Linked DNA regions of Mus musculus: all the other regions are linked to region 1. Evidence: chromatin contacts called from public Hi-C, promoter capture Hi-C and targeted proximity ligation data. All regions are on one chromosome and are shown on one strand. The core of a region is the stretch at or near the end of the contact, and the rest is flanking DNA. Distances in the headings are between cores, read along the strand shown.

Evidence for each region. Promoter capture Hi-C pulls out the DNA fragments that hold promoters and counts their contacts. A called contact is a pair of places that touch in the nucleus more often than the background predicts. Capture Hi-C pulls out chosen DNA fragments and counts their contacts.
Region 2: a targeted proximity ligation map of pancreatic cancer cells shows a contact between it and region 1. A contact is called at or near these places in 1 of 39 promoter capture datasets (second pharyngeal arch cranial neural crest), 1 of 484 Hi-C or Micro-C datasets (uterus), 3 of 130 datasets of targeted methods (astrocytes, pancreatic cancer cells and stem cell-derived neural progenitor cells) and 2 of 9 other capture datasets (adipose tissue and liver).
Region 3: a contact with region 1 is called in a promoter capture Hi-C map of pancreatic islet, with 4 times the contacts expected there. A contact is called at or near these places in 5 of 39 promoter capture datasets (cranial neural crest, embryonic stem cells, liver and 1 more), 1 of 484 Hi-C or Micro-C datasets (embryonic stem cells), 6 of 130 datasets of targeted methods (astrocytes, embryonic stem cells, epiblast stem cells and 2 more) and 1 of 9 other capture datasets (pancreatic islet).
Region 4: a contact with region 1 is called in a targeted proximity ligation map of astrocytes, with 5 times the contacts expected there. A contact is called at or near these places in 3 of 39 promoter capture datasets (hippocampal neurons, liver and pre-B cells), 2 of 130 datasets of targeted methods (astrocytes and embryonic stem cells) and 2 of 9 other capture datasets (adipose tissue and pancreatic islet).
Region 5: a promoter capture Hi-C map of second pharyngeal arch cranial neural crest shows a contact between it and region 1. A contact is called at or near these places in 8 of 39 promoter capture datasets (cranial neural crest, embryonic stem cells, frontonasal cranial neural crest and 5 more), 2 of 484 Hi-C or Micro-C datasets (both in embryonic stem cells), 3 of 130 datasets of targeted methods (astrocytes, embryonic stem cells and forebrain) and 3 of 9 other capture datasets (adipose tissue, embryonic stem cells and pancreatic islet).
Region 6: a targeted proximity ligation map of astrocytes shows a contact between it and region 1, with 5 times the contacts expected there. A contact is called at or near these places in 4 of 39 promoter capture datasets (cranial neural crest, embryonic stem cells, frontonasal cranial neural crest and 1 more), 4 of 130 datasets of targeted methods (astrocytes, embryonic stem cells and extraembryonic endoderm stem cells) and 1 of 9 other capture datasets (adipose tissue).
Region 7: a Hi-C map of regulatory T cells shows a contact between it and region 1, with 2.1 times the contacts expected there. A contact is called at or near these places in 8 of 39 promoter capture datasets (the 3T3-L1 cell line, the C10 cell line, cranial neural crest and 5 more), 10 of 484 Hi-C or Micro-C datasets (CD4 T cells, CD8 T cells, CD8 central memory T cells and 6 more), 2 of 130 datasets of targeted methods (astrocytes and embryonic stem cells) and 2 of 9 other capture datasets (adipose tissue and liver).

Annotation. Positions count from the first base shown.
Region 1 is chr19:10,604,188-10,607,030 of GRCm38.p6, reverse strand. It overlaps Ddb1 (damage specific DNA binding protein 1), which reads right to left and starts at 1,434. Exons shown (of 27, transcript NM_015735.2): 1 at 1,265-1,434; 2 at 38-186. The coding sequence starts at 1,325. Tkfc (triokinase, FMN cyclase) reads left to right here and starts at 2,773. Exons shown (of 17, transcript NM_145496.1): 1 at 2,773-2,843.
Region 2 is chr19:8,704,908-8,707,750 of GRCm38.p6, reverse strand. It overlaps Slc3a2 (solute carrier family 3 (activators of dibasic and neutral amino acid transport), member 2), which reads left to right. Exons shown (of 9, transcript NM_008577.4): 9 at 1-869. The coding sequence ends at 28. Among named protein-coding and RNA genes, the nearest start is that of Slc3a2, 7.6 kb to the left of the region's middle.
Region 3 is chr19:8,817,923-8,820,765 of GRCm38.p6, reverse strand. It overlaps Ttc9c (tetratricopeptide repeat domain 9C), which reads left to right and starts at 1,472. Exons shown (of 4, transcript NM_027412.3): 1 at 1,472-1,745; 2 at 2,082-2,330. The coding sequence starts at 2,093. It overlaps Hnrnpul2 (heterogeneous nuclear ribonucleoprotein U-like 2), which reads right to left and starts at 1,365. Exons shown (of 14, transcript NM_001081196.1): 1 at 1-1,365. The coding sequence starts at 484.
Region 4 is chr19:8,870,200-8,873,042 of GRCm38.p6, reverse strand. It overlaps Ubxn1 (UBX domain protein 1), which reads right to left and starts at 1,495. Exons shown (of 9, transcript NM_001362044.1): 1 at 1,287-1,495; 2 at 1,131-1,184; 3 at 929-1,035; 4 at 756-825. The coding sequence starts at 1,345.
Region 5 is chr19:8,896,643-8,899,485 of GRCm38.p6, reverse strand. It overlaps Ganab (alpha glucosidase 2 alpha neutral subunit), which reads right to left and starts at 1,429. Exons shown (of 24, transcript NM_001293621.1): 1 at 1,327-1,429. The coding sequence starts at 1,364. Ints5 (integrator complex subunit 5) reads right to left here. Exons shown (of 2, transcript NM_176843.3): 2 at 1,596-2,843. The coding sequence ends at 1,751.
Region 6 is chr19:8,940,413-8,943,255 of GRCm38.p6, reverse strand. It overlaps Mta2 (metastasis-associated gene family, member 2), which reads right to left and starts at 1,336. Exons shown (of 18, transcript NM_011842.3): 1 at 874-1,336. The coding sequence starts at 901. Eml3 (echinoderm microtubule associated protein like 3) reads right to left here. Exons shown (of 22, transcript NM_144872.1): 20 at 2,579-2,677; 21 at 2,223-2,353; 22 at 1,674-2,126. The coding sequence ends at 1,923. Gm10353 (predicted gene 10353) reads left to right here and starts at 866. Exons shown (of 4, transcript NR_165499.1): 1 at 866-2,604.
Region 7 is chr19:11,910,892-11,913,734 of GRCm38.p6, reverse strand. Patl1 (protein associated with topoisomerase II homolog 1 (yeast)) reads right to left here and starts at 1,336. Exons shown (of 19, transcript NM_172635.3): 1 at 1,158-1,336. The coding sequence starts at 1,172. Gm31092 (a long non-coding RNA gene) reads left to right here and starts at 1,328. Exons shown (of 2, transcript XR_386559.3): 1 at 1,328-1,639.

The DNA.
Region 1 (2,843 bases), core at 185-2,684:
TCTGCACCCAAGGGTTCCTTCAGGGCCCGTCCCTTACCTTGGGCCTGAAGAGCTCCATGACTGCAATCTTCCCGTACATTCCCACCTCTTTGACTGGCCGAAGACCCTCCGCAGTGACCACATAGATCTCTAATCTTGTGTTTTTAGCAATCAACAGGTTCAGATCTTCCGCTGAAGTAAAGTGTCCTGAAAGAAGAGAGCCTCTAACTTTGGAAGCTGGAGGATAGGCCTTTCAGGTACCTCTAAATAAATCTACCTAAGGACCTCGCCTCCTCACCAAATGAAGCACCTCAATGTCTTGCTTCACACACTCAACAAAGCTATAGTCTTAATCAGACTTTTAAAAATGTACTGTCGACTGGGCAACAACAGCCTGGCCTTCAACAAACTATGACCACGAAAATTCTTCGGATGGTTGTTGGGTTTTCCTTTCTAAATTACAACAGCAGACTGTAATTGACGCTAATGGAGAAAGCCTGTGTTTCCTTGAGTTCCCATCCAGAAAGATAAAGCGAAGAAAATTTCCCAGAGCCTTCAGTGTTGTCCTTTTATCTCCCAAGCAATCTACCAACACCACCCAGCCCTCTGTAGCTCTCTCTGAACAAGAAACTTTTGTTCTGAAATGATTAGCATTTACGTAAATACACGAATTTAAGTAGCTGAAAATATGAGTTCAAGATGAATGTTCTTTGGTTTGGGATGTAACTGCCGATAAAGAGCCACGCACACAAACAAGGCAAAGCTCGCACACTGACGGGCCAACCAAACCTTGTTCTCCAGCAGCGCCCTGGAGTAAACAACAGCCCCAGGCAAAAGGGTGGGTCTGGAGAGGGCCGGGGGGGGGGGGGTGCAGACATTGCTCAAATTCCTCAACCTCCTGGACATCCACCGGAAAATTATGAACTCAAAACTTGCCCCATTATCATCTCCCCTTTCCCCTGACCACATGGGGCAAGTTTGAAGACTCAATCAACCACGCACACAACTCACACTTCGCTCTCCGTCCCATCAGGCCTGGACCAATCCTCAATAACAAGTGACCTCCTATGAGCAAAAAAGGACCCAGAATAGCTGCTTCCGCTGCCCAAAAGGCGCGTGGTGGGAACAGCTCCTTTGAGATCGCGAGCTAAGGGGGACGTTCCGCGACTGCCAGCGCCTTCCATTCCCGGAGCCCAAGTTTTTGCTCCCGCCGCCCCTGGGGCCGCTGGCCTCCCTAGGCCTGGGATCCCTCCCTTGCCCGGGTCTCCGGCCGGGGCAATCTCACCGGTCACACAGCCGTTCACTGCAGTAGGCTTCTGCGCCGTTACGACGTAGTTGTACGACATATTGAGGCCTTGGGTTGGCCCGTGGGGCGCCTAGAGCGACGATAGAGAGACGGGCGCGAGCGAAGAGACTGAGAACCCCCACCCTCACGCAGCCAACTCCGTGGCTGCTGCCTCCGCCCCTGAGACACGTTGCAGGCCAGAGAGGCCAGGCGCAGAGGATCACGGGACGGCCTCACCTGGCCTCTTGGAGGACTTACGGAGCCCGAGGCGGCCAACCAAGCGAGGCCCCGCCCCCTGAGGTCCCGCCTTCTCCTAACCGCCAGAGGTCGCAGTACCCGGATGAGAGCGAGAGTACCGGTACGCAGGCAGAACTGGCCTCCTCTTTGGTCTGCTACGCCCTAAGTGGCCGCCTGCTGGCTTCCCAGCCCAGATCCGCGCCCCTTCCTCAGATTCTGCCTCCTTCCTTCCTCCATAGCTCCAGGCGTCCTCGGGGTTTTCCCTCTTTTAAAACAGGAAGGGCTGCGGAGGACTAGACTGGGGATAAGAGGTGACCATCTGTGCACATCCCAGAGTAGAATCGTGCTTTCCTTTGCTTAATTCTTCGAGCTCCTCCTGATCCCTCGAATGCCCTCAACTGACTTTAGAACAATCATCCCAGCCTCACACATCACCTGGGGGTGTGTTTGCTCACCTCTTTTAATTTCTCCAGAAACGAAAGGACTCTCCACTAAATTACTTGATAGCACTATTAGTGCCTCTACTGCGATACAAATTCTAAGCTCAAATACAACGCAGGAATTTCACAGGAAGAGCCTAAACACCCAGGTGACTAGTGCAATCAGCCCCGCAGATGCAGGTCCCAGGCTTCATCAGACAGCCTCCATGTCCCCAACCCCAAAGGAGGAGCAGCAGAAGCCTAGTCCTGAAGCATCTCCAGAATGCCGGAGGAGGAGAGCTAACTCCCTATTTTACAAATGAGGCAGAGATCAGTGTAGCTAGGTTTGAACCAGGTGGAACTGAAGATGATTTGTACCTCCCCAGCTGGCACTCGACTTGACTCTGGGAAACTGGTTGACTAAGGGGAAACATTAGGCTTTGTAGCAAGACTAGACATGGGCTCAAGTCCTAACTCTCAGCAACACAATCTTAGACAACTCACTAGAGCTTTCAGTCTGTGTTCCAGAAGTAAAATAGGATCACAGAGCTGACTCACTACTAGTGTGGCCAGCCAGAAAGGTAAAGGTCTTTGTACATTTTCTCCTTCCCAGCTTTAAGCTGGACATGATTCCAAACACTGCCTTCTGGCTAAGTGGGGGTGTGAACTTTGGTCAGTCCCCACGCTCCTCTCCATTCCTAGCCCACGAACTAGAGTTTGGACTTGGATCAAAGTCTGAGGCAGCTCCCTAATTCTTAAGGCACAGGCACGGGAGGCATGACATTGCCAATCGGCTGCCCATACCTTCAGCAACTCAAGTCCTTTCCACTCCTGCAGGTGCTGCTGTCTCTACTTCAGACCTGGTAGCAGTCAGGACCGTCCACCCGGCGGCATCTCAGAGCAGAAGTGTGAGCTCAGCTTGT
Region 2 (2,843 bases), core at 176-2,675, 1.9 Mb after region 1:
GCTGTTACAGTTCCCCTTTGTGGCCTGATCCTTCCTATGCAGAACCTACCACCCTCCTTTGTTCTCCCCAGGCCTTTTGGATTCTAGTCTTCCTCTCCTTGTTTTTAAACTTTTGCAGATTACATACGAATTCTTATACTGGGTGTTTTTGTCTTCAAATAAAAACATCACCCCTGCCTCATGAGATTGTGACTTTCATCCTTCCTTCCTTCTAGAAGAACTTTCTCTTGCTCCTGATCTCTTTTGCTCCTCCCTGCCCCTGCCATAGTCGCAGCCAGTTGTAGACAGCTATTCCAGCTCTCTTTTTTTTTTTTTTTTTTTTTTTTTTTTTGGTTTTTCGAGACAGGGTTTCTCTGTATAGCCCTGGCTGTCCTGGAACTCACTTTGTAGACCAGGCTGGCCTCGAACTCAGAAATCCACCTGCCTCTGCCTCCCAAGTGCTGGGATTAAAGGCGTGCGCCACCACGCCCGGCCGCTATTCCAGCTCTTAAATTAATCATTTAGAGACCAAGGCTAGAGAAGGGCCCTTCCATGGTTAACAGCAAAGTGTCTTGGCTGGAGTAACCACACCTCCTCGCTCTGGCCCAAGAATCTTGGGAATTGCCAACTCTTCCTTATCTCTCTTAGCACAGTCTTTAAGAAAAAGGGTGGGGTGAGTTGAAGACTGCATACTGCCAAGGGCCTGGGGCTTCCCTTCTTTACTCTTTGGTGAGGCACTTACCATATAGACAGGACTGCGATCCCCAGTACCCAGTGGATACCCCATCTCCAGAAAAAGCCAACAAGACAAACCCTTTGCTTCCTTAGGCTATGTTATCTCTTGTGTGGAAATGGAGAAGAAATAAGGAATAAACATTTTTTGTATGAAGGATATGGATGAGTGATCAAAAAGGAAAAGGAGCTGGAGAGATGGCTCAGAGGTTAAGAGCACTGGCTGCTCTTGTAGAGGCTGCCAGGTTCAGTTCCCAGCATCCACACGGCTCACAACGATCGTTTACTCCTAGTCTTGGGATCAACACCCACTTCTAGTTTTGCAGGCACCAGGCTTGCATTTGGTATACAAGTATAAGCACAGGCAAAGCACACATACATAAGAAGGAAAAAGCAAAACTAGAAAGATGTTTTTGAGAGCAGGTTTGGGCTTGAGAGCAGGAGACGGTTCAAACAAGAGAGGTGAGTTAACTCATGAATGTGGCCCAGTCCCAAGTCATAAACAGGTTATACTGTTACAGTGTCCGAAGTTAGACATGGGGTGGGTCTGGAGAGGATATTGGTTATACGAATGAGAGCATGGTTGATGCTCAGGAAGCAGGAGTAAATGAGTAAGGAACGAAGGTTATTCAGCAAGGGGTGGGCAGATCACAAAGGGTTTCATAAGGCAGTCAGAGGTGCACAGTTTGGTAGGCTCTGCGGGTCTGTGGGACTATCCTAAAAGCAGTTGCAAGCCACTGTCTGACTAGCTCCCTCAGGTTGGCTATGTGCTAAGATGAGTCACAGGATCGTTTATTAGTGAAAGGACAATGAGCTGAAGGAAGAACTACATAGGCAGAGCCTGAGGGGGCAGAGCCTGGGGGGGCAGAGCCGGGGGGGGGGCAGAGCCTGGGGGGGCAGAGGGGGGGGTATAGGAAGGTTTCTCTTCTCCCAGTACCTGCCTTAGCCATAAATGGTACCAAGAAGCAGGAAACTCACTTGAGCCTTAGGTGACCAGAGTTTTGGATTATCTCTAAGAGTTTCAGTGGAGCCAAGAATGAGGAATGATGAACTGACCCTCCTGCCTCTACCTGTTAGAATCACAGGCATGCCTCAATCTGCCTTCCTTGTTCCTGTTTCTTGTTTTCTTTTTGAGGCAGTGTCTAGCAATGTAGTCCAGACTGTCTTCAAATTTATAGCAATCTCCCCTCAGTCTTCTGAGTACTGGGATCACAACGTGCATCACCAAGCCCTCTTTCCTTAGAGTAATCCTATCAACCATGTGGCTAACCTAGTTTCCAGCCCTGCCAGAGGCTCTGGAGCAATACTTTAAGGCCATTTCCCAAAGAGGTTGAATGCTCCATGCCTCACTACGGCAGCCTAGTTGATACCCACCAAACAACTCCTAAGACAAAACCTAGCAGCCTAGAAATGATCTTGAAGCTAAGGACAAAGGCCAGACTTACAAGCAAGAGTCATTCAGAACTGTACATAGTGTCAGAAGGAGTGCAATAGGCGTTGTGGGCCTGGTTTTAGCAGGCTTGATGTGTGATTAGTGGAGGAGAAGGGAGGTAGCTGAGGCAGGTTTGGGACTGTGATGAAGGATATGTCTATGGAGGAGGAAGTCAGTGGAGGAGGTGGTGGCATCATGCATTGACTCTGCAGGCCAGTTCGCAGGATTTATTGTCCTTTTGTCAGCCAGTGATTTTTTTTCTTTTTTTTAAAGTGGGCCCCATAGGCCTTAGTGTTAACTTTGCCTTCAAAGTCTTAGGAACAAGAACCTGGTGGATATTTTGGCTCTCCTAGCCTTGGGGAAAAGAACACGTTGGACCCTGTGTGTAGGCTCTACAGCAGGCTGGAACTTGCTGTGGCCTGGGCCTCTGAGGGTATTCTGGTGTAGAGGACAGATCCAAGCTACTAAAAGACCTAACTAAGATCCAGCCTTTGTTTCTTCATCTTGCTCAGTGACAGAGCCTGAGCCTTTGAGAGGAGTCCATACTGACTCCCGCTCTGAAGACATACACCGCTCTCCCTCCCAGCCCCATTTACCCCCTGGCTTTTGTCTCTTGTGGACCTCTTCCTGAGGCTGCCCACCCCTTCCCTCTGTTTACTTTCCTAGATCCTCCCCCCCATCTTCCCTCTCTCCTCTTCTT
Region 3 (2,843 bases), core at 223-2,722, 1.8 Mb after region 1:
CGTCTCCGCTCCGTTCCTCCGGCCCGTCTTCCTCCCCCTTGCCGTTGTCATGCTCTTCGCCACCATTTACCCCACCTGACCCAGCCGTGGCCTCCGCCGGTGTGTCGGAAGCTTCGGACTCGGCCTCCATGGCTGACGTCTCCGGGGGCTCCGGAGGCGGCTGCGCGGCCTGGCCCAAAGCCTGAGCAGGTGGTGGTTCCTCGTCTTCGTCCTCAAGCAGCGCCTCCTCGTCCTCCTCCTCGTCGTCGTCCTCCTCCTCCTCGTCCCCGCCCGGGCCTCCGCCCGACGCGGCCACAGGCCGAGGCTCCGCCTTGCAGGCCCCACCGGGCCCGGCCCCACCAACGCCGGCCTCGTCCTCCAGCATCTCAGCATCCAGTGCCTCCTGAAGACGCTGCGCCAGATCCATTTTGAGGCCGCGCGAATCCAGGCCCCGCCGCTGAAGCTCCGACCGCAGCTCGGTCACTTTCAGCCGCTTCACCTCCATCGCCGCCGTCGCCTCCTCCGCCTCCCGCCGCCTCCTCCCCTGCGAACTGTCGACCGAGCCCGACCGCGCAGGCGCCGCCGCCGCCCGCCTCCGCCTCCCGCGCCAGCACTGAGCCCGCGCTAGCAAGCGCACGCACACAGAGGCAGAGGCCGCGCTGTCTTCGCGGCGTGTTTATGTCGCCTTCCTCCTGCCCTGCCCCTTTCGGCTCACTGAGCGCAAAACAAGACGGCGAGGAGCAGCTTCCGACACACTCTGTACTCGACCGCGGGGGAGTGCGCGCCGAGGACGACGGAGTTCCCTCACTTCCCCTCCCTCCTCTCAGAGATCCGGGCCAATCAGCGCAAGCGGCCTAACCGCGCAGCCGCACAGGGGCCTGAGTCGGGCAAGGCTGGCTGCGGCTCAAGTGCCTCGTAGCACGGAAGCGTGAGCGCGCTCCTCTTTCCGTACTTCAGTCGTAGGCTCTGCGCAGTCGCGCCGGAGTCCCGCCCATCTCAGGTCTCTTACTTCCTGCCCGCTCCCAATTACCGGAGCACCCTAGGGCTTACTCGATGTCCTCTCTTGCTTATTCTTTGACTGTAACTTCTGAGACTAGTAACCGAAGCCAAGCTGGAAGGATGGGTGGTGCAGGGTTTTCGTAGCCAGGAGGGAAAGGCCTTTCCAGCATCAAGGGAGAGAGAGAGAGGGAGAGAGCAATGCCGGGACCTCTTTCTGTGCTTAAACATCTACCCAGCAACAGAGGCGCCAACCCCACCCCTTCCTTCTCTCGTTGGCCAGCTTGAATCGTAGTCTGTTGCTCTGATTGGTCCTCCGATATCGTGCGGCTTTTTTTCCTATTGGAGAAGTGGCCGGGAATTTTTTTTTTCCGGGTTGGTCCGCTGGGGAGGCGGGGCCGGTTCTGCGGGATTACTTTTCTAGACTCCTTTCTGATTGGGTGGCATGACGCAATGCGCGTGCCCCGTTAGAGGCTAAACTGCTGGCAGGTCTGGTCTCTTCCTCTCTGTGCTCCTGCAACTTAAACCGAATTCCTGGAGGAGTCTTCCGGCTTGGGCCTCCGCTGTGGTGCGGTTGTTGGGCACAATGCTTCCGGCCTCTTGTGCCTCACTTGTGGACTGGAGACTCAGGCCTCACTCACTTCGGTTCCTCAATTAACAGCAGAACCATCAACAAATGTTTGTTGGATAAGGACAAATAAAGAGATTGGAAAGGAGCGAAGCCTTTTTGACTTGTTTCACTTGTTCCCGCCTACTCCATCTTCTTCCAGGTCAGGGGGTGTGCCTCAGAGAAAGAAGGAAACGAATTTTGCGGGCGGTCACACACTTGGAACGTTTAGTCGGGCCTTTGGATTTCCCTAGTGTCTGTAATCACGCCGGGATCTCTTCTAATGGAACTCATTTGGTCAATGGCCTCACTATCCTCACATCATTCCTTTTTTTAGTTTGCGGTACTTCTGGAAACTGAAAACTAGCACAGGAGAATAGATGGGACTAGTAAAAACAGCAAAACCCACATCCCTGCGAGCTTCTTGCTTACGAAATCGATGCTCTAATCATTTATTTTGATCCCATTCTACTGCTTCAGTTTCTCTTTCATTTAACAGTTCCAACAGTCATGGAGAAGCGCCTTCAGGAGGCTCAGGTATACAAGGAGGAAGGAAACCAGCGCTACCGGGAAGGAAAGTACCGAGATGCTGTGAGTAGGTACCATCGAGCTCTTCTTCAGCTGCGGGGTCTGGACCCAAGTCTGCCTTCCCCTCTTTCTAGTCTGGGACCTCAGGGCCCAGCTCTCACACCGGAGCAAGAAAACATACTGCACACCATCCAGACCCACTGCTACAACAACCTAGCTGGTAAGTATGGGACGAGCGTGGGCAGAGAATCAAGACCGCAGGGCCGGGCAGTGGTGGAGCATGACTTTAATCCCACTACTCAGGAGGTAGAGGCAGTTCAAATACAGAGTGAGTTCCAGGACAGTCAGGGCTACACAGAGAAACCCTGTATCAAAAAGCAAAACAAACAAAAAAGATAGAATCATCAAGCCCTGTGAACATTGGAAGATGTTCTTTTTCACTGCCACCTGGCTATTTAGCAGTCGATTGAAACCTGTTTCCAATTTGTAGAGTATTCTAAAAGCAAGCGGGATTTCACAAACCTCACCTGAAACTACTTCCTGGGCTCTAAAGCCCAGATATCTTGATTTGGTGGACCTAGAATGGGTTTATTTCGAAGAATGATGCTAACACCTGTAATTGCAGCACTGGAGAAGTCCAAGTAGAAAAATGGCTTCAAGTTTGAGAGCCAGACTAGCCTGTGATGTGTGCTAATACCCTAATTCAAACAAGTAAGAATTAACTGTATCCCGT
Region 4 (2,843 bases), core at 246-2,745, 1.7 Mb after region 1:
AAAAAGTGTAGTTTAAAGGTAGAGCACAATATATCATGCATAGACCCTTGTGGGTTTTTCTTTCTTTCTTTCTTTTTTTTTTTTTTTGGTTTTTCTGTTTAGCCCTGGCTGTCCTGGAGCTCACCTTGTAGACCAGGCTGGCCTCGAACTCAGAAATCCGCCTGCCTCTGCCTCCGAGTGCTGGGATTAAAGGCGTGCACCACCACGCCCAGCGTGGGTTTTTCTTATTGTTGTTGTTGGTTTTGTTTTTAAAGAAAGGGCATAGTGATGCATATCTATAATCCCTGCATTTGCAAAGGAGAGGCAAGAGAGTTGGGATTTCAGGGGAATCTGCAGCCACACAGGAGTTTGAGACCAGTCCTGAGCTATGTGAGATGTTTCCTGGTGACTTGCAGCACACCCTCAAAACCGGAAAGGTCAGGTTCTATGATCAGACTTGTTTGTATTTGAGAGGAAGGAAGATGACCCATGACCCTTGGTAAAGTGTGTCACTGGGCTATGGTGGCCCAGGCCTGTAATCCCAGCACTAGAAGAATGTGGCTTCGAATTTAGCCTAGGCCGCATACGGGGTTCCAGCGCAGCCTGAGGTACACAGCTGGACTGCGTCTCAAAAAAATAATGCAAGGCACAGTGAAGGCCACATCTCAGCACTCTGGAGGCGGAGGCAGGAGGATCCGGAGTTCAGCCTGGGCAAGAGTTAGGCAGACTCCAAACAAAACACACACACACACACACACACTGAACTTGCCAGTCACCTCTTGGTCTGTTCTTGTCTCTCCTCTTCAGTCAAAATGGGTCTGCTTTCTCCAGCAGCAGACCCAGAGCCTGCAAACAAGCAACCAGGATTAGTATTTAGAATAAGATCATTCTGATTTTCTCGGGGCCCTTTCAAGGTCTCTAGAATCACAAGATGTCTCCCAGTCAGGACCTTCAGGGCCAACTTGCTCTGAGGGCGTGGGTTCTCGTCCCAGGACATGGCTGAGGGGAGTCTCCAGAGGCTCATCCACATCGGGGTCGTCTTCATGCTCCATCAGCCTGCGCGGAGAAAGTAGGCAGGGGTTGGTTAGCCTGGAGGCCACCTTGCCCAGCGGCTCCCAAACTCCCGCCACCCGTGCGGGTCGCCCGCTCACCAATCCATCGCAGCCTCGATGCCCTGGTTCCCTGTGAGGGCCAGAGCCTTCTCCCTGGGGGCAGAAACACCGTGAATAGCGCCCACCAGCCATGGTGACAGTCAGGCCGGCCAGGCCCGCGGCCTCCCACCACCGGCTAGGGGGAGGCTCCCTTACGCGCGTCCCCTGGGAAAGCCCATCTCGATGAGGCTCTCCAGAGCCGTCAGCTCCGCCATGGCGCCCGCCTCCGCCTCCGCGGGGACCTGCGGGGACCAGAAGGAAGACCGCAAGGGTCAGCCCGGGGCGACTCCGCCCGCGACGCCGCCCTCCCGGCGCTCGCTAACTCACGGGGCGGGAGACCCAGGGACGAGGGGGGAGTAGACAGTGAGTGGGGAGAGCGGAGGGGAAGCGGAAGTGCCCGGTCTGTTTGTGTCACGTGGAGGCAGGGTGGACGGGTGCCGAAGAGAGCCAGAAATGTCCTTCCTGGTGGGCGGGGACTTTGAGGAGGGACAACTGACAGGAAGGAGACCCACCCACGGGGAAGAAGCTCCAGACAGGCTTGAGCCGGTTTGCAGGCTTTTAGGATTCTAAAAGAGAGCCTGGCTATGGATCGGCGGGTAAAAGCACCTGCCTTCAAGCCTAATTATGTGAGTTCGATTCCTAAGACCCACGAGGTTGAGCACAGAGGAAAAAGGATTCCTGTTAGTTGTCCTCTGACCTAAGCACACGAGTCGGGGCGTTCATGATAAACAGTAAAAGTTTATCTCTCTCTCCCTCTCTTTCTGTCTTTCTCTCTCTTTCTTTCCTTTTGGTGTTTTGAGACAGGATTTCTCTGCATAGTCCTGGCTGTCCTGGAACTCGCGCTGTAGACCAGGCTGGCCTGCAATCCAATGAGATCCACTTGCCTCTGCCTCCGGAGCGCAGTACTGGGATCAGAGTGTGTCGCCACCACCTCCTTGCATTTTTTAATTTTCCGTTTTCTCTTTTACTTCTCTTTCTGTCTTTTGGCACCAAGACCAGACAGGCCTCAAACTCAGAAAAATCTGCCTGCCTCAGTCTTCCAAGTGCCAGGACTAAAGTTGTGTGCCACCACACCCATCGGTGATGTATGTAAAAGAAGTTGGGAGGAGAATAACTCTTATATATATTATTAGTAAGTTATTTATCAGAGTCTAGGGAGTAGGTCTAGTGGTGATTTGGTCTAGCATGCTTGAGTCTATGTTCATCATCATTGTTATCACTGTCTTTGTTTTTTGAGACAAGATCTCATTATGAAGCCTTGGCTGTTCTGGAACTTTCTAAATGGATCTGGCTTTAGAGACTGATCTCAAACTCAAATATCAGTCTGCCTCTGCCATCCAGAGTGCAGGGATCAAAGGCCAGAAACATCTTGCCCAGCTATCTTTTTTTTTTTTTTTTTTTTTTTTTTTTTTTTCGTTTTTGGTTTTTCGAGACAGGGTTTCTCTGTGTAGCCCTGGCTGTCCTGGAACTCACTTTGTAGATGAGGCTGGCCTCGAACTCAGAAATCCACCTGCCTCTGCCTCCTGAGTGATGGGATTAAAGGGGTGTCTCACCACGCCTGGCTTGCCCAGCTATCTTAAAACCTTTCTTTTTTTAAAAAAAGATTTATATTTATTCCATGTAAGTACACTGTAGCTATTTTCAGACACACCAGAAGAGGGCATCAGGTCTCATTGCATATGTTTGCGAGCCACCATATGGTTGCTGGGATTT
Region 5 (2,843 bases), core at 180-2,679, 1.7 Mb after region 1:
TATGGTTCTTCTAAGCAATAAAACCAAGAAAGGGCTTATCATACACAGTTATCCAGCCTCCATATCTACTTGGAAGGTAAAAGAAAGTTACCATATAGTGAGGTGAATGCAGGTCCTGTTTGATCCCCAGAAGCACCAAAAGGAAATTGTGAAGGGGATCAGTTAATAAAGTTCCCTAGAAGCAGGAAATTTTGGAAAGCTGGCAGGCAGCCACCAGTAGTGAAAAAAGGCAGCCAGCAAAGTGAGAAAACACTAGGAACTAGCGTGCTAGGCTTTGGAGGAAGAAGTACCTGTAAGACAAACAGAAGACAATGCTACTAGAAAAATCTAATCAGAAGGCATTGATACAGCCTGGGTCCTGAGGAATGGCTACTTATGTAGCGGTAGTGAGCAGTTTAGCTCGTAAATACTCCCTGGAACCCTATCTTCAAGTCTTTAAAATAGGTTTGGAGAGATGTCAGTAAGGAAATGATTGGTAAAGAATATTTTCAACATGACTTGTTGGCTCTAGGAATGCCTTAAGCATCCCAAACGAGAGGTGTTCATGAGCTAAGTCAAGTATGAACTTTAGGGTAAGTTACATCTGTTTATTGGAGAAGAACTTGAGTATATGATTCACCCTTTTTACACTGCTGTCGACAGTACACGCCTCTCCCGACCCTTTACATCCGTTAGGTGTACCGCGCTTTACGGCGCTGATGTGTTTTCAAGCTTTTTTTAAGGTTCTACAAAACTCCAGAGAACAGGCCAAATTATTTGATACATGTTGTGTTTGAGCAACATTATCCATGCAGACTGTGAACTTACTGGACCCTGCCCCAGCCGTGCCCAGCAAATGAACACTAATGAAACTGGCCCAGGCTGGTCGGGAGGGCAAGGAAGGAATACAGGACGATCTGCCCATCGTATTGCTTCCAACCTGAAAAAGGAGCAGTGTGGCAACAGGCTGCTTTTTTACAGGCTGGGATGCATTTCGTCCCCCTACCTGCCTCGACAGCCCTGCGCACTGCAGGAAGGAGACGAAAGCATTGACCACCCCGAACCGCCAAGGGAGAAGGGGCGGCTGGGAGCGGACAAGACCGAAGACAGCACCCAGCTTCAGCCTTTCTAAGCCCGGCGAGATTCAGGAACCCCACAGACAAGGGCCGCAGCGACTCGTGAATCTGCCGCTGGGAGGCTGTAGCCAGAGGCCACCACCACGAGGACAAAGAGCCCGTTGCGAGGCCAGAAGTAGCAGGGTGATGGGAAGGCATACAAAAAGAAGCAATATGGGGCTCGGGGGATCTAGGGCCGTCCGGACGCGCCCCCGGGTTCCGGGCTCCTCACCGCCTCCTACGCGCCGCCACTGCCGCTATTGCCGCCATCTTGTACCGGGTTTGCTCCTTGACCCGAACCTACCCGCCCCTGTGCACGTTGAGCCACGTACCCTAGTGCCCGCCCCTTCCGGCCTTCCGATTGGCTCGTCCAGAGCGCGGCCGGACGTCTATCCCATTGGTCGAGCGCGTTCTTTATTATGAATGGGGCGTGCCTCGACGCCCCGGGCTCTGCGTTCTCAGGCTTTTGGCAGCTTTCCGTGTCAGATAGAAACACTGGACTGTTTGTCTCAACTCGGCAAATTTTATTTAGAAAAAATGGTGGGGTTTGAAAAAAGTGACACCACTCATTACGTACGGACTTAGAAGCATCCACCCTTCTGTAGCACCTTAGGCTCTTCTCTCAGTTTAACCTCGCACAACTTGTAGAGAAAAGGTCAAGTCCCCTGCCGAAGCAGAGTGGATGGCGGAGGTGCTTGAAAGCGGCCAGAGAAGAGCCCCAGGCGATCGATGTTGCGGTGGAGGACACTGTGCAGCACAGACAGATGTGGTCCTCCTTCAGCTCCACCCTCCCTGGCAAAGTCCCGGATGAAGCGGCCACGTTCAGACTGGAAGATGAACTTCTGGGGCAAGGGCCCATGCTCCCGAAGAAAACCCCAGACACTAAGCAGCAACAGACGCACTTCAAAAGGTGCCAGTTGGCTAAATACCTCGTGCATATTACCCAGGGCTGGTGGCAAGAGGCTTCCCTCAGCCATGACAGCCACCAGGATACAGGATGCCTCCAGATGCCAGGGGGAGTGGGTTGTATCAGGGTGTCGAGAGGCTTCCCAATGGCTCAAGAGGGCAGCCAGCAGCCCCCGCAGCAGCACGGAGCAGTAGCACAGGGCTGGGGGAGCAGCTGCTACCAGCTTCAAAAGCTCAAACAGCAGAGGTTGTTCCCGGAAGCGCCTACCAATTCGGAGATCCCGCTCCACGGTGGCTCGTGCATGATCCTCTGGGGGCCAGGCCAGCTCAGCACCAGCTGCATCAGGACACACGCTCTCCACTAAGGTCACCGCAACTGCTTTGGCTGCCTCTGGGCTCAGGGTGGGAGCCCCCCAGCAACCCTCACGCTCGCTGTTCCCTGATGCGCTGCAGCAGTGCACTAGGAGGCTAACGAGGCTCTGGGTGTTATAGATCACTTCTTGATGGTTTCGAGATTGAACAATTTTAGGTGGCTTTAAGCCACGGCCGATAACTCCAGCATGGAAAACTGACCAGATCCCTCCAGGACCCGGCACTGCTGCAGTATGCCTCCGGTTAATGTCCAACAATGAGGCAGAAGCCAAAGGGGTTGAGACAATTGAGAGGGTCTCATTGTCTCCATCCATTTCCCCTCCAAATAGTTCTGTGTTGCCCCGATGTAAGGCTCCCTCTACAAGCAGCTGTAGGACAGCCTTGAGCCCAGCTGGGGAAGTCTGAGAAAGGCGGGTAAGAAGCTGAGAGGCTGAAGCCACACCAGGAGGGCCATGCAGCCTTAGAGAAGAG
Region 6 (2,843 bases), core at 87-2,586, 1.7 Mb after region 1:
GCTCTTGGTTCAAAGCCAGCCAAGTCTACAGCTCAAGTTCCAGGACAGCCAGGGTTACACAGAGAAACCTTGTCTCAAAAGAAACAAGGGGGAAACCTGCCTCAAAAAGGAAATGGGGGGTGGGGGAAGAGAAGAGAGAAAAAAAGAAAAAAAAAAAAAAAAAAAAGGAAGGAAGGAAAAGAGATATTATGGAAATACTTTGCCAGGCAGTGGTGTCACACACCTTTAATTCCAGCAGTCAGGAGGCAGAGGCAGGCGGATCTCTGAGTTCGAGGACAGCCTGGTCTACAGTATGAGTCCCAGGACAGCCAAGACTACACAGAGAATAAACCTTGTCTAAAAAGAAACAAGGAAAAAAGAAGAAAAAGGAAATGAGTTTTTACCCCCTACCCCTGCAACACCCAGTTCTAAAGTCAGATCTTCACTCAAAAGTGAGACTTAAGAAACAAGAACAAGAATTTCCCTGGAGTCCATACAACTTTGCACTCAAGTTGCATCCTTGTATAGGAGAATTGAGTAAACTGTTCAGGCCCCACCTTCGCGAACGCACAAGCCGCCACAGAAAAGAAAACCCCTGCGCGCCTAGCCCCTAGCGCGGCTGGCCGGACGGTGGGTCACTCGGGCCCCTTCCAAAGCCAAGGCCACTTCCAGCCCGGCGATCCAGTCACAGGTCTCAAGAGCACCGTTACGGCTGCAGGTAAGCCTCTGCGGTAGACTCTGCGCCCGATAGCGTCGCCGCCGCGGAACCATGGCTCTTGATTCCGGTTCCGGTCGGTGCCGCGGCCCACACGACCCCAGATGTGGCTCCCCCGCGCCTGCGGACACCGAGTCTCCCTGATCCCGGCCTCAGCCTCTTCCGCTCAGGGTACTCACCTCCCACCCGGTACATGTTAGCCGCCATGGCCGTTCCCGCCGCCGCCTCCGGCCACACAAAGAGGTCCCGGAGGCTCGCGGGGGCAAAGCTCAGCTCCAGACGAAGCCCCCAGCGCGTGGCTGACGCTTCGCGGAAGTGTCGATGGGGCCCGAGCAGCCGGCACCTCTGCTCGCTCAGCCGCCGCGGCTCATCACTGCCCGCGCGACGACGACACTGCTATAGCCTCACGCCGGGACACCGAGGCCAGCTCCGGTCTACTCGGCTTCTTCCGGAACGAGCTCGATTCCTGCCTGACCGGAGTGAGGTTCCAGCTCCTAGCGTCCTCACCGAGTCCCAGCAGACGTCGTGCGGTGCCAACCGCTGGCAAGGTTTGCCCTGCCCGCGTCCGGGTTCGCCTCCTTCCGGAACACCTTCGGCCGATCCGGAGAACAAGGCCCAGCGCTCGGCTCAGGTCGGAGAGCAAGACCCCGCAGATCGGCCACTTCCGGAAGGAACTCGGCTCCTTTCGCTCAGCCGCGGCCTCGCGCTCGGTTATTTCCGTTGCAGCTCGACCCCGCCCCTGAGGGCGGTGAGGAGCCGGAATTAACTCTTTGCACTATGGGTCCTAGCAGCTCCCCGGCAGTGGCGTCGAAAGGCGCGCGCGCGCCCTCACTCTTCTTGAGGTTATTTGCAAGCCGCTTTGCCTGTTATTTGCATATTTGGTCTGAACTCCCTTTTCTCTTCCCGCCCTGCACTTTTTTCTTTCATCCTAACACAACTGGGCCCCTGAGGGGACCCGCCGCACAAAAGCACCAGGCAGTTACTTTTTTCTTTTTATTGCCCCTCACCGAGCAGAGGGTGTCGGAGCTGGGTTGCCTGGCTCAGCCAGCAAGTCTGTTGTTATTTTGTGTGCAGTGGGGTGGTTAGCCCCTCCAGAAAAATGCGCAATTGGGAATGTATGAAGTCAAAGAAAAAGCCAGCACAGGAAAAGACTGTCCTTGGTCCTAGGGGTTTTGGCCAGGGTGGGGCCAGACCACAGTACCAGAGGGACAAGACCATCCAGCATCAATCACACGTCCAGGGAGGAGGCAGGGGACAGAGAGGGCGTTCTAGATGGTGTGGCAGGAGCGGGCCCAGAGCTCCCTGCCCCCAGCACTCGCCACTGAAAGATGCTAGCATCCTTGCCACCTAAGGAGACAAGGTATGAGTCGTCGTGCGTGAACCGGACACTAGTCACATGGCTGCCATGGCCTGAGTACATACGACTTGGCGCCTAGATGAGAGAAAAAAAAAAAAAAAACAACTGGTTGCAGCAATGGCAGGGTACCAAACCTACCCACCTGGGCCCAATGGTCCCCTGAAGCCTCACCTTGGCTCGAGCACATGGGTACTGAAAGAGGTGTACTTTGCAGAAGTCGTCTGCCACAGCCACCACCCGTTCATTGTGGGAGCGGCAAAGGGAGTTGATGTCTGTCCCATCAGAGCCATCAGGCCACACACCTAACACAACAGGTGGCCTGAGTCAGGCTGCTACCACAACCTAGAGTTGCAGTGTTTCAGGTCTTCAGGTTGCCACTGCGCTCCAGACAATCCCAAGGGGCCTCCTAGCCTGGATTTGCCACTATGACCCCCACCCCGAGGTGGCACACGCCCAGGATTCTGAGGGCAGAATGGGTTCTTCCTTGTTTCCCCAGCCCTCCTAACGGATTCCAGATCCTGGCTCACCATAGACGTGGAAGCCCAGCACACAGGTATAGGTAGCCCACTCCCGGTCTCTGCTCTCATAGCGGTTCCTCAGCAGTTTGCAGCCTCCAGCCACATCCCCTAGGTGGAAATCGCCTACTCAGCCGTCATTCTTCCCTCACTTGACGACATGAACTGATCATAGGCATAGCGTCCACTATGAACCCCACTGTGTGCTTCCCAAGTTCTCACTGACTTGGCTTGGCTTTAAGTTAGGCCTGCATGATGGTGCAGATCCTTAATCCCA
Region 7 (2,843 bases), core at 87-2,586, 1.3 Mb before region 1:
ATCTTGGGTATGCTCTAATTTATTTTGTTTTAGTTACTATTTCTCTAGGTACAGTCTGGCTTAGAACTCCTGATTCTCTTGCCGCAGTCTCCAGGGAGTAAAAATCACTAGACAAGCTTGGTATATCCTAATTTCAATCACTTATCCCAATACAGATTTATTCAGTTTACTAAGTTTTCTTTGCTTCTGGCAACTTCTATTCACAGTATCTCATCATCTCTCCTCATGTTTACAAAAAGTGAGTTGAGTCACAAGTGTAAGCTCAAGCTTTCTACTGTTTCCAATGTTTAAAGATTCCAAATTGGAATTCCACACTCTAGGGGAACAGCTTGTGATATAACTTACCTGGGAACTTTTAGGGGCCGTTTCTACCCAATCTTCCTCCCCCTAAAGAGCCAGCCCTGCAACTGCCTCCACACCAGAAGCAACTTCTAGCAACTCTCTATGAAATGGCAATCATCTACTGGACCAAATCAGGATGACTCGGTAAGGATTTCCCTAGCTCAGTCCTTAAACTACAAATCCGGAGTCTGTTTGGCCCCAAGAGTAGGAGTTGCTCAAGGTCACACAGCAGTAAGAGACGGTCAGCAAACAGCTCCGTTCTCCAAACAACGTCGCCAAACCCACACTTTTTCTCCCTTCTCCTAGAAGGAACTTCTGCGGGACACGCCCCCCTCCCCACTCCCAGCCTTCTTTCCAAGCCGACTGAAGTCTCAGCCCGAGGACCAGTCCCTGCCCCTCCACCTGACGGCAGCCCGCGTGCACAGGGCTGTGTGTAATCCGGGTGAAGGGGTTCCGGGGGCAGGGCGGGAAACGCTTCCGTGGGCATTCCCCGGGGATTCTGCCTCAGGAAAAACCACCGGGTAGGAGCCATGCAGGTCTCCAAGGCAGCTCCGCGAGCAGAGGCGCAAGCCAAGGGTCAGGTTACCGCACTTAACGGGCTCTCCCCGCCGCAAACCAGCGGCCGGCTCTCGCCAGTCCCGCCCCTCCGCGGTGCGCTGCGGGCCGCACCCGAGCCTCGCGGCCGAAGCGGGGTTCCCAGCCGCCCGCGCCCTGCCCCCTCCTCAGCCGCACAAGACCCGCGCGACGGGCGAGCAGAGGAAAAAAAAAGGGGCGCGCGGGCGAGGGAGGGGTCACTTCCGGTCGCAGCCACTCACCTCGTAGCGGAACATTCTTGGGGAGGGGGGAAGGGAGCGGGGAGGGGAGTGGGGGGAGGGAGGGAAAAGAAGCGCCGACTCCCCGGGCTGCTCCGCGCGCGCGGGTCTCCCACCGGCTCGCGACCCCTGGCCGCCGCCGTACGCCGGAGCGTGCGTGGGGACGTGCGCAGGCGCGCCTCGGGCTGGGCGGGCGCCCCGGCGGCGGCAGCTGCGCGGGGACAGATTTGGCGTTTGGCTTCCTAGTGTGAGCGGCGGGAAAGAGATCCCTAGGCGAGACACTGCGCACGCGCGGGCCGTCGGAGAGGGATGACCCAGAGAGCCCCGGCTTGCGGCTCCTCCTCCGTTTTCCTAACTGCACAGTTGCGCAGTGCTTTTGAGTCACGAGGTTCCCGTCACTGATTGGGCGGAGAAAAGCCTTGTGAATGTCACAGGATGCGACCCCCGAAGCGTCTCAGCAGAGAACATCGGGGATTTATTCTTGGGTGATTTCATTTAACGTCCAGTGTCCTCCTCGGGGTGCCTTGACTTGGTCTGTGAGGGGGGACTAGTATGGCAAGTCAGTATTCTTGGAAAGGGACAGGTCGCTGGCTGAATCAGTCGGGAGGCCAAGGCTGTGATTGATAGAGGCCAAAGTGTTGACAGCGTTTGGTTTTAGGAAAAAGACGAAGGCACATTTAACAAGGATTATCTAAGGTGATATTTTTAGATGCCAGGCCCTTCACCCCGTTGGAAAGCGGGAGAGCCCTAACGGGCCGCGCAGCCTTGGGGCTGGGGTCACCGCAGCAAGGTCGGTGAGCTTGGGCGCTGTGGACAGCCATTTCCGCTGAGGATGAAGCCCAGCGGAGTTTGTTCAGCTTCCGCCTCAGCACCCTGGTTCTAGAAGTCTGCTGCTTTGGTGCTTTATTGCCTGTAGCGAGACCGTTTGAGAGGGTGTCTTATTTTTTATTTTATTTTTGAGCCAGGGTTTCTCTGTGTAGCCTTGGCTGTCTTGTTATTCACTCTGTAGACTAGGCTGTCCTCGCAGAGATCCGCCTGCCTCTGCCTCACGAGTGTCACTCAGGCGGTTGTCTCACCTGGGAATGAATGGTGAACTTTAATTCCTTAACACGTTACTGTTAGCGTGACTGGATTAATCAACTAGTTTACTATAAGCATTGGATTTGAAAATAGAAGTTCTGGATTGGGAAACGTGTTTTTTCACTGCTGCGTGAAACTGGGCATGTCTTTCTAAACATCTGACCCTTCAGGTTTTCTTTCGTAAAATGGGTAAAATTATATCTACCTCACTAAGTAGTAATCGAATAGTTACATTCTCTGCTCTCTAGATAAGGAACCTGGAGGTTAGAGAGAAGTAGATAGCCTTAAGCTGCCCACCGGAAACTGTTGCAAAGTTGGCAGCTAAGATATCTGAATCCCCAAATCTGATCACTTAAGAGCAAATAGAATTGACTCTTGAAGAGAAGGCAAGGTAAGCTAATAAGTAATTTTCAAGAGTTATGAAACAAACTTTCATTTGTGAGGTAACAGGTTTTCACAATTACCCAAGTACTGAGAGGCTATGTAGACCAAGAGCTAGCAAACTCTGGACATAACTTCTTTTTTTAAGCCTGCCACCCCTCATTTACAAAACGTCTTTTGTTGGCTTGCTACTATTAGTTTTGTGCTGTGACCAAAATATCTGAGTAG